Linked DNA regions of Sus scrofa: region 1 is linked to region 2. The links are chromatin contacts, called in public Hi-C maps. All regions are on one chromosome and are shown on one strand. The core of a region is the stretch at or near the end of the contact, and the rest is flanking DNA. Distances in the headings are between cores, read along the strand shown.

Region 1 (4,392 bases), core at 510-3,009, 160 kb before region 2:
AAAATGAGTCAACTACAGATTGACTCATTTAACAAAAGTATTAAAAACTTAAAAATAATCCTGTTTAATTTGTCCCCATCATTCTGCCTTTTGCTTGTTTGTAGACTGCCTCAGCTAGTTGCTTTCATTCTCTAAAATGACATAGAGTCTGTCACTTAGATGGTCGTTTTTTCTTAGTCAAAGCGGAAAAAAAATGAACTTCCCAAACACTTGCACCCCATGTGTTGAATTGTGGATAAGTCATCCCAAAATTACCTTCCCATGTGTCCACTTAAATGAGTTTTTTGTTTTTTTGTTTTTTTTTTTTTTATTTTCCCACTGTACAGCAAGGGGGTCAGGTTATCCTTACATGTATACATTACAATTACATTTTTCCCCCACCCTTTGTTCTATTGCAACATGAGTATCTAGACATAGTCCTCAATGCTATTCAGCAGGATCTCCTTGTAAATCTATTCTAAGTTGTGACTGATAAGCCCAAGCTCCCGATCCCTCCCACTCCCTCCCCCTCCCATCAGGCAACCACATGTCTCTTCTCCAAGTCCATGATTTTCTTTTCTGAGGAGATGTTCATTTGTGCTGGATATTAGATTCCAGTTATAAGTGATATCATAGGGTATTTGTCTTTGTCTTTCTGGCTCATTTCACTCAGGATGAGATTCTCTAGTTCCATCCATGTTGCTGCAAATGGCATTATGTCATTCTTTTTTATGGCTGAGTAGTATTCCATTGTGTATATATACCACCTCTTCCGAATCCAATCCTCTGTCGATGGACATTTGGGTTGTTTCCATGTCCTGGCTATTGTGAATAGTGCTGCAATGAACATGCAGGTGCATGTGTCTCTTTTAAGTAGAGTTTTGTCTGGATAGATGCCCAAGAGTGGGATTGCGGGGTCATATGGAAGTTCTATGTATAGATTTCTAAGGTATCTCCAAAATGTTCTCCATAGTGGCTGTACCAGTTTACATTCCCACCAGCAGTGCAGGAGGGTTCCCTTTTCTAAATGAGTTTTGACAAAGATAAATACGAAAGCAAAAAGAACATCTCTGGCAGAGCTTGAAAAAAAATAGAGTAAATGACTTAAATTCATATTTTAAAACAGTTTGGAGATGAGGAAGTTAGCAATGGATGTGAAGTTGTTTAAAGATTTTGCGCAGAGAAGTAATGTTGCCACAGCATCATGGATTCCTCTCCTACACTGGGGCTCATGTGCGAGGATGGGTGTTTTGATAATTATCAGGATGGGACATCAGGTATAAAATAGGACTTGCTCAACACCTTGCATACATGGTCACTCTATTCTTTAGGAAGATTAGCCCAGTACAAATCTATGGGTCAGACAGGACTAATCATGGATTGGTAAGTGTGTCTCACAGATACACCGGCTAAAGAGGGTAGGGTCTTACCTGTGTCCAGAAGCCGCTCTGCCCTGGGACAAGTGACAGAATCAGCCTAGAGCACAGTGGGAGGTGAGGGGGATGGTGGGCAGTGATTTGCTATGCAGCCTCCTCAGTCCACCTGTCTGGACCAAAGCTGCCCAATTGTCACATGTGTCCAGTATGAGAAACAAAAACTGATCATTCTGGCACATGGAGTTAGGTCACTCCTCCACCCTGCCTTTAGAGATTCCCCCATACACACACTTTAGCTGACAAATGACCCTAACTGTGCCAGGAAGGAGAGAGCCACGGAGAGGGAAGAACTACGTCCTGGAAGCCCCAAAGAGCTGGCTTGGAGAAGGAAGTGGCCCCACAGTCTGGAGAGGAAAAAGCAGCTACTGTAACCAGTGGGCAGAATTCAGCCCATCCTGAGGCAGTGTAGCAGAGTGCTTAAATGCAGTTTTCTGACAATCCTTGATATTCAGGATTCCTGATGAAGAGAGTTAAACTGCAAACTGGTTTTAAGCAAATTCCCCCTAATACAGGGACTTATTTTTGCCTCAAATCCCTGCTTTTCTTTAACATTTCTGGAAATGGTGTCATCAGTTGAGCTTCCAGATTCATAAGATCCTTTCCAGAAACAACTCCCACTTATTTCTTGTAATCACAAAATACGCAGATGTCTAACAGCAAGGAAGCACTTCAGGGCAGTATCTATGCCAGTGGTTGGAAGGAACCTCTGAGCCTGGCTGGGCAAATCCACATGGCACTCTCCACTCTGAGTTCACAGATCGTCCAGAGCTGGAAATTGTTGGGCTCCGCAGCCCGGTGAAAGCACAGACGATCTGTCAGCTGCGGGGGACTCTGACTCTTTGCTCCGTCGCCCTGTGACCACAGCCTAGGACTTGGCAGTTGAAACACAACAGCTGTTCCAGGTCTGTCAGCAGCAGGGGGCACATCTGTCTTGGAAATGACTCACACACTCTGGAGGACCAATAATTTTTTATTTTCCTCTTTCTCCAAATAAGCTGAAATATCTGTGTGGAAATGATCTAGCCCCTTGCCTGCTTCCTGTGGAGTCCACAATGGGCATTTTTCTTTCAATTTCCTTCTTCATCTTTCTCAGAGTCCTATCAAGTTCTTAAGCTCCCCCTCTAGGTCAAATGTTTCACTTACCAAGTCTTTATATATTTCAGAGGAATCAAATGAACTCTTGAATTTATTTAAAATATATTTCTGGTTGTAAAGCTTTCGGTATCCAGCCGTGTACTTCTGATGGTCAGTGATAGATTTTCCCAGAGCTCCCTCTTCAAGCTCAGCTTAGACTCACCCCTCCCCCATCTCAGTGGACACTGTGGGTGGGGCTGCCTCAGAGTCATACCTTCAGTACCTATTAGAGTGAGAGATGGCAAACTGGGTCCTGAGAATAATGATGGACATGGCATAGCCTTGGACCCTTCCTCTTCCCTAGTAAAACTGAACACATGAATAATAGCAACTTGATAAATTATGATATAAGAGATCTGTCCCAAGTGGCCAGTAACCAGTGGGGATGCTCTTCACCTGGGCTTCCTTTGTAAGGGGAAGCTTGGACACTCCACATAAGCAAGGATTTGAGTGATTTTACACCCTGCTTTTGTTAGTGCTTGCTTAGTTCCTGACACACAGTAGGGACTCAAGGTATAGAATTAATGACAGCATAATTTGTTTTAATTTTATTATGTGCACAAGTGTGTGTGTGCACACACACTCAAAACAAACACGCATGCAGTGGCTTGATGTGGGAATCACAATTTCCAGATCAAAAACTGAACTTGGGCTGCAGTAGTGAAAGCACCAAATCCTAATCATTAAACCACCCTTTTTTTTTTTTTTTTTTTGTTATTTAGGGCCACACCCATGGCATATGAAAGTTCCCAGGCCAGGGGTAGAATTGGACCTGCAGTTGCAGGCCTCTACCACAGCCACAGCAATTCGGATCCAAGCCAAGTCTTCGACCTACACCACAGCTCACCACAACGCTGGATCCTTAACCCACTTGGTGAAGCTAGGGATCAAACTCATATCCTCATGATTACTAGTTGGGTTCGTTACCATTGAGCCACAATGGGAACTCCCTGACATTACAATTTGTGAGCTTATGTAGGGGTATTTTGTGCTGCTAACCACTACTTTTCAAAATTCATGTGGGTACCTGTTAAAAAGCCTGCCTTCATTAACGATATCATTTTGCCCATCCTGGATCTCTGAAGACAGCTGGCTATTATTTTCACCCAATAAACTATCCAAACCTCAGCCATTTTCTTGGAGTGGAACTCACAGAAGGAACCTCTACCTTAGTATTAAACCACCATTGTGGGTTTAACTGTGAAGAAATGTTTTCTTGCTAGTGGGCAGCAAATAATCATCATCATGTGAAGCTGCTATACGTAACAATAATGTGTCAGTGTGCCTGTATCACAAACATCTGTATAATTGCATATTCCAAAGCAGACAATGTATGCATATTTGAGGGATGGTTTATGCAGATGGTTACTTGAATGTTGAACTTCAGTACTGCCCGTGGGAAATCTTCACCCCCACAGAGCTTCGGGGTTACCACGAAAGGAACTGTCCCCCCACCGCATCCCACCCCCGCCCCCACCACTTATTTTGCCAGGCCGTCATCATGGTGGCTAAGAGCTTGGGATCCAGGGCTTTCTGCTGTGGCATAGTGGGTTAAGAATCTAACTGCAGCGGCTTAGGTCTCTGTGGAGACAAGGGTTTGATCCCTGGCCAGATGAAGTGGGCTTAAAGGATCTGAAATTTCCACAGCTGCTGTGTAGGTCCCAGAACTTCCAAATGTGGCCATAAAAATTTTTTTAAATTTAAAAATTAAAAAAAAAACAAACCTGGAAATAAAAAGAGCTTGGGATCTGGATTGGAATCCTAATTGGTAACCCTCCTTGAAACTTACTTCATCCCCCCCGAAAAAAGTGGCCACTAATAGAATCGACTTCATAGAGAGTTA
Region 2 (4,615 bases), core at 2,026-4,525:
GGACCCAGACTGAGGTAACGCAGGTAGAACAGCCCCTCACACGGGCACAACCCAGGCAGAAGGAGGAGCTTACTCTTGGGGTTCAGCTGAGGAGTTTCACAGAGAAGACCACATTTTCCCCAAACCTTTAACCTATCTCCACCAGGAAATTTAGTTTCTGGACACCCTGCTCCCAATTGCTCATCCATGGGAGGGAAACAACTTATGCCATTATCACTTCATGTGTGGAGACTGGCATGGCTTCTTAGGGGTCAGTGGAGACTTCAGAGAACAGGGTCCTTAGACAAGAGGATGTAGAAGAGGGGGAAGCCACATGGAGGAGGAGAGAGGTGGGCTCAGGAACAGGTCAGATCCTCAGGACATGGACGAATGCAGATGACATGGCGTAGAGGCAATAGGGAGCTTCTGTAGGAGAGAAGAAATTGCAGCAAAGCCAAAGACACAAGAGGCAGCACCTCCCACTTAAATGGGACCTTCAGGAGTTCCCAATGTAGCTCAGTGGAAACAAATCTGAGTAGCATCCATGAGGATGCAGATTTGATCCCTGGCCTTGCTTAGGGGTTATGGATCTGGGATTGCCGTGAACTGAGGTATAGGTTCGGCAGATGCGGCTCGGATCTGGCATTTCTGTGGCTGTAGCATAGGCCGGCACCTGCAGCTCCAATTCGACCCCTAGCCTGGGAACTTCCATATGCCAGGAGTGTGGCCCTAAAAAGTCTAAATAAATAAATAAATATGTGTGACCTTCAACAGGTCAGTAATAGAAGCTTAGAAAAGTGTTGGACTTTTTCCAAGGTCACTCAAGTGACTGATTAGGGGATGTGGGCCCAAATTAGGTCCTTTTTCTCTCTTGCTTCTCTCTGACTATATAAAGCCTGTCAAAACAATAGTTCCTTCTTATATTACAATCCTCTGAAGCATGAGAAAGGACTCAGTCTTCCTCACCTTATTTTTCCTGACAGCCTGAGGCATGTAGGACGTGTACAGGTAGGAAGAGATGTTTGTGGTACAGAATTTATTTTTTCTTAATCATAAGCATCCTATTGCTGTTCGTGCAGCTCTACAAAACCTGTCCTGAATATGTTCACATACTCATACACATACCCACAACACACCACACACTGCCATGGATTCCAGAAGAAATGTTTGGCTTTTGTCTCCTTATGTGCAAAGAACCATCCTGAGCTGACCCTTCTTTTAGTAACCCTTCCTGCCTGTGGTTTTCTTCTTTTCTTTTTTGGTCTTTTGTCTTTTGAGGGCTGCACTCGAAGCATACGGAGGTTCCCAGGCTAGGGGTAGAATCAGAGCCGCAGCTGCTGTCCTACACTGCAGGTGCAGCAACATGGGATCCGAGACTCATCTGTGACTTATAACACAGCTCACAGCAACGCCAAATCCTTAACCGACTGAGCGAGGCCAGGGATGGAACCCACATCCTCATGGATGCCAGTGGGTTTCATTAAACAGTGAGCTATGGCGGGAACTCCCCTTCCTGCATTTTTAATTGCTGGTATAGTCTCCATGTGAAAGTAGCAGAATTTGCATCAGTGGCTTCAAGTTGAGGAACTAAAAAGTATGGATGCTGGGGCTATAGCCTAGAGATTCATTTTAATTGATCTGGGATGGGGTTCAGGCATCAAGAAACTTAAAGAATCCACCCCCCCAGCTTATTTTAATGTAGAGCCAGGATTGAGAACCACCAATGTAAATTTTATTACTTTTCCATGGAGAAACACTGCCTCTCAACTAATGGAATCTGAATCTCTGGGGAGCAGGCCCAGGCAGCTGTATTTTTTAAGCTCTCCCATGTGACCACAATGTGTAGCCAGGGTTAAGAATCTATGCATCAAAGCGGTGGTTCTAGGCCAGTAACACATATAGAAACATCTAAGGAGATCTGTAAAAACACAAATCCAAATAGCATGCTCAGCCTAAATCAGGTTCCTTGATTTGCAAAACTTCCACTTCTGTCACTGCTAGTGACAGAGGACGCATTAATGGGAGTAGACAGTATGTGACTTGCTTTTTGAACTCCTCATACCCAGCTAAAGGTGAAGCATCCCATCCCATGGTGTTGCTACTACTTCAGACAAAGGAAAAAGATCCCTTGAGAGGCTCTGAAAAGGAGATTGTGGAGTGTTGACAAGCAGACGTGGCCAAGATGGTGTCCCAGATGGGCTTCTGTGCTGATGTCTGGGAGTGACGTCATTGCCCTAAATGGAACCAAGTTTATATCTGCACATAGTTGACCCCTAAAAGTACTTATTGAATTAAATGAATTTAAAGAAAGTTCCCTATGGGCCCGAATCTCTGCCTCCAGGGTATTCATCTATCAACAGGAGTCTTTATGGAATTTGTTCAAAAGAGTTTACTGGTAATAAACAGCTCCCAGCTATGATGAATTTTGGTCCTGACATTGGACAGTCTGCTGCTAGTGGCAAATGAAGAGAATGTCAGCTCTGAGTGTCTACGCTATCCTGTACCTGTCAACTCTCTCCCTTCACAGGTGGGAGAGGAAAGCATTAAGGGTGAACATACATTCTCATGAAAGAAGCACCACCGTTGCTTTTCAGTAGCATGACCTTGCATTGAGCTGGCAAATGAGAAGCACAATTTGTCTAGTGCAAAACCAGTCCCAGGTAATCTCAGCAAAATGTCACAGGGAACGTCGAGGCTTTCTTTATCATCACTGTGGTCATTAAGGAATATTCTTCCTTTTCGAGCAACTACACGTTTTATGAGATTAGCTGCCTCTCACTTCAGGGCACTGTATTCCAACCTTTCACCTCCACTCCCTAACATAATGTTGACTCCTTGGCTAAAAATACAAGGCACTTCTGTTAAGAGAGCTAACTGCTGGAAATATTAGAGCTGCAAGCTGAAAGAAATGAGGTGTGTGCCACAGACCACATAAAATGATGAAAGCAATTTAAAGACAAAATGTACAGAGTAACGAGGAATGATTTCACAATATCAAAAGCATATGAGTGTCCTGCTGTTTTGCGCAATGCTCTGCAAACCTTGGCCTTGGTCCAGCTTGGCCTGGGAACCTCCCTGGATGAGGCCTGGCCAGCTAGCCCCTTCCAGCTTCAAAACCAACCTTTCTGACCATCACATAGAGGTCAAGGCAGGGATTAGAAACCAGAACTTCCCAGGGCTGTCCATTTCTTGCTGACTCAGAAGAGGGACAAAAGCAAAGCACTTTGCAATTGACCGAGTGGCCTGTGATCTAACTGTTATTCCTTCTGGTTAGATTCACCATTGCCCTTTTAATGAAACACTTCGTTGATCAAGAGCTCCATCTATGGGAGAAATCGGTTATACCGATTCTACCCTTAGCGTCTCCAAGAGGATAATTCACACTAGAACAATGATTCTCATTGGGGTGATTTTGCCCCCCAGGGGACATTTTTGGCAAAGTCTAGAGACATTGTTGTCTCCATTGTTGGAGGCTACCAGTGTTGTCCAGTGGTTATAGGGCAGGGGTAGTGCTAAACATTCTGCAATGTACAGTATACAACAAAAATTTTCCCTCCCTATGACAAGGTGGAGAAATTCTGCTTGAGAAGAGTCTGTGAAATTTATGCTTATAGATGGGTTCCCCCAGACAAAAATATTAATTTTTGATTTAAATCTTTTCATATTCCCCACCACTACTTTAAGCTTCTCATATCCCCACTTTTTCTTCTAAACTCTTTCACTCTAAGGTAGTAGTAACTTAATATATTAATCTGCATCCAAGAGGTCAGTACTCAAGGCAAAGAAATGAATCCGTAATGGTAAAGTTTCAGTTTCATGGACTAAATGGGACTAACTCTTTGGTCAACCTACCTCCATGGCTGGTTAAGTAAACAAAACTAGAACCACTGTAGTTGACATTATGGCTGTAAAAGTCCTCATGGTATAAATGCAATGCTGGGAACGATTTCAGCTTTATTGGGTTCTCCATTCAACACATGCTGTTCAGTAGGTTACCATTTGGTTTATAAGCAAGGTTTCGGAGAACTAAATACTGAGAGTCAGCTTCTGAGAGATTTTCATTCTGCTGTCAGAGAAGCACCCGTACCTCTAGAGTTTATGATAGAGCAGATTTTTATTAAAAAAACAAAAACAAAACAAAAAAAAAAAACAGGTCTGGGACAGACTTTTCTGCCCTTTGAGGACTCCTCATTTTGATCAGCATGGGAGTTTTGACCTGCTCCATTTCTGACCTGGGCCAATTTACCCTTCCTTAAGCCACTTGGTGGTCCCTTGATGCTGAACTTAGTGCGGACACCGTATCAACACTATGCACTACAACCCAGAACTGCTGGGATCAAGCCATCCTCCAGCCTTCGCCTCTTGAGAAGCCATGGCTAGGGGCACATGCAACCACACCCGAGGACTCCACATTGGGGACTCTCAATAAAACTTTGAAGTTTCATGCTTCAGGACTGTGGCGACCTTGGGTGCTTTGAGAGACCAACCCCTACCCCACAGAGAGGAATCTTTGTCCCAACTGCCAAGCCTACTGCTACCCTCCTCCAGGGAACCCTACTGTAACCACACTCCCTCCAAGAAAAGCAAGGATAAGCCTACCTGACAAAAGAAATGAGTTATCTCTCTTCATCTGTAG

What was found. Hi-C and Micro-C count contacts between places; a contact is called where the count stands out from the background.
Region 1: a Hi-C map of embryonic fibroblasts shows a contact between it and region 2, with 2.3 times the contacts expected there. The contact joins two enhancer-like sites. A contact is called at or near these places in 6 of 47 Hi-C or Micro-C datasets (embryonic fibroblasts, fetal skeletal muscle, retroperitoneal adipose tissue and 2 more) and 1 of 2 datasets of contacts at active chromatin or transcription factors (skeletal muscle).

What each region holds. Positions count from the first base shown.
Region 1 is chr16:5,083,577-5,087,968 of Sscrofa11.1, forward strand. The region is part of intron 2 of FBXL7 (F-box/LRR-repeat protein 7); the gene reads left to right. Among named protein-coding and RNA genes, the nearest start is that of FBXL7, 300 kb to the left of the region's middle. Within about 2 kb of position 1,760, at least 16 of the 83 cell types and tissues checked have an H3K27ac peak or open chromatin away from gene starts, as enhancers often do. A contact at or near this core is called in embryonic fibroblasts, where this site is marked.
Region 2 is chr16:5,245,691-5,250,305 of Sscrofa11.1, forward strand. No RefSeq gene overlaps it. Among named protein-coding and RNA genes, the nearest start is that of MARCH11, 210 kb to the right of the region's middle. Within about 2 kb of position 3,276, at least 15 of the 83 cell types and tissues checked have an H3K27ac peak or open chromatin away from gene starts, as enhancers often do. A contact at or near this core is called in embryonic fibroblasts, where this site is marked.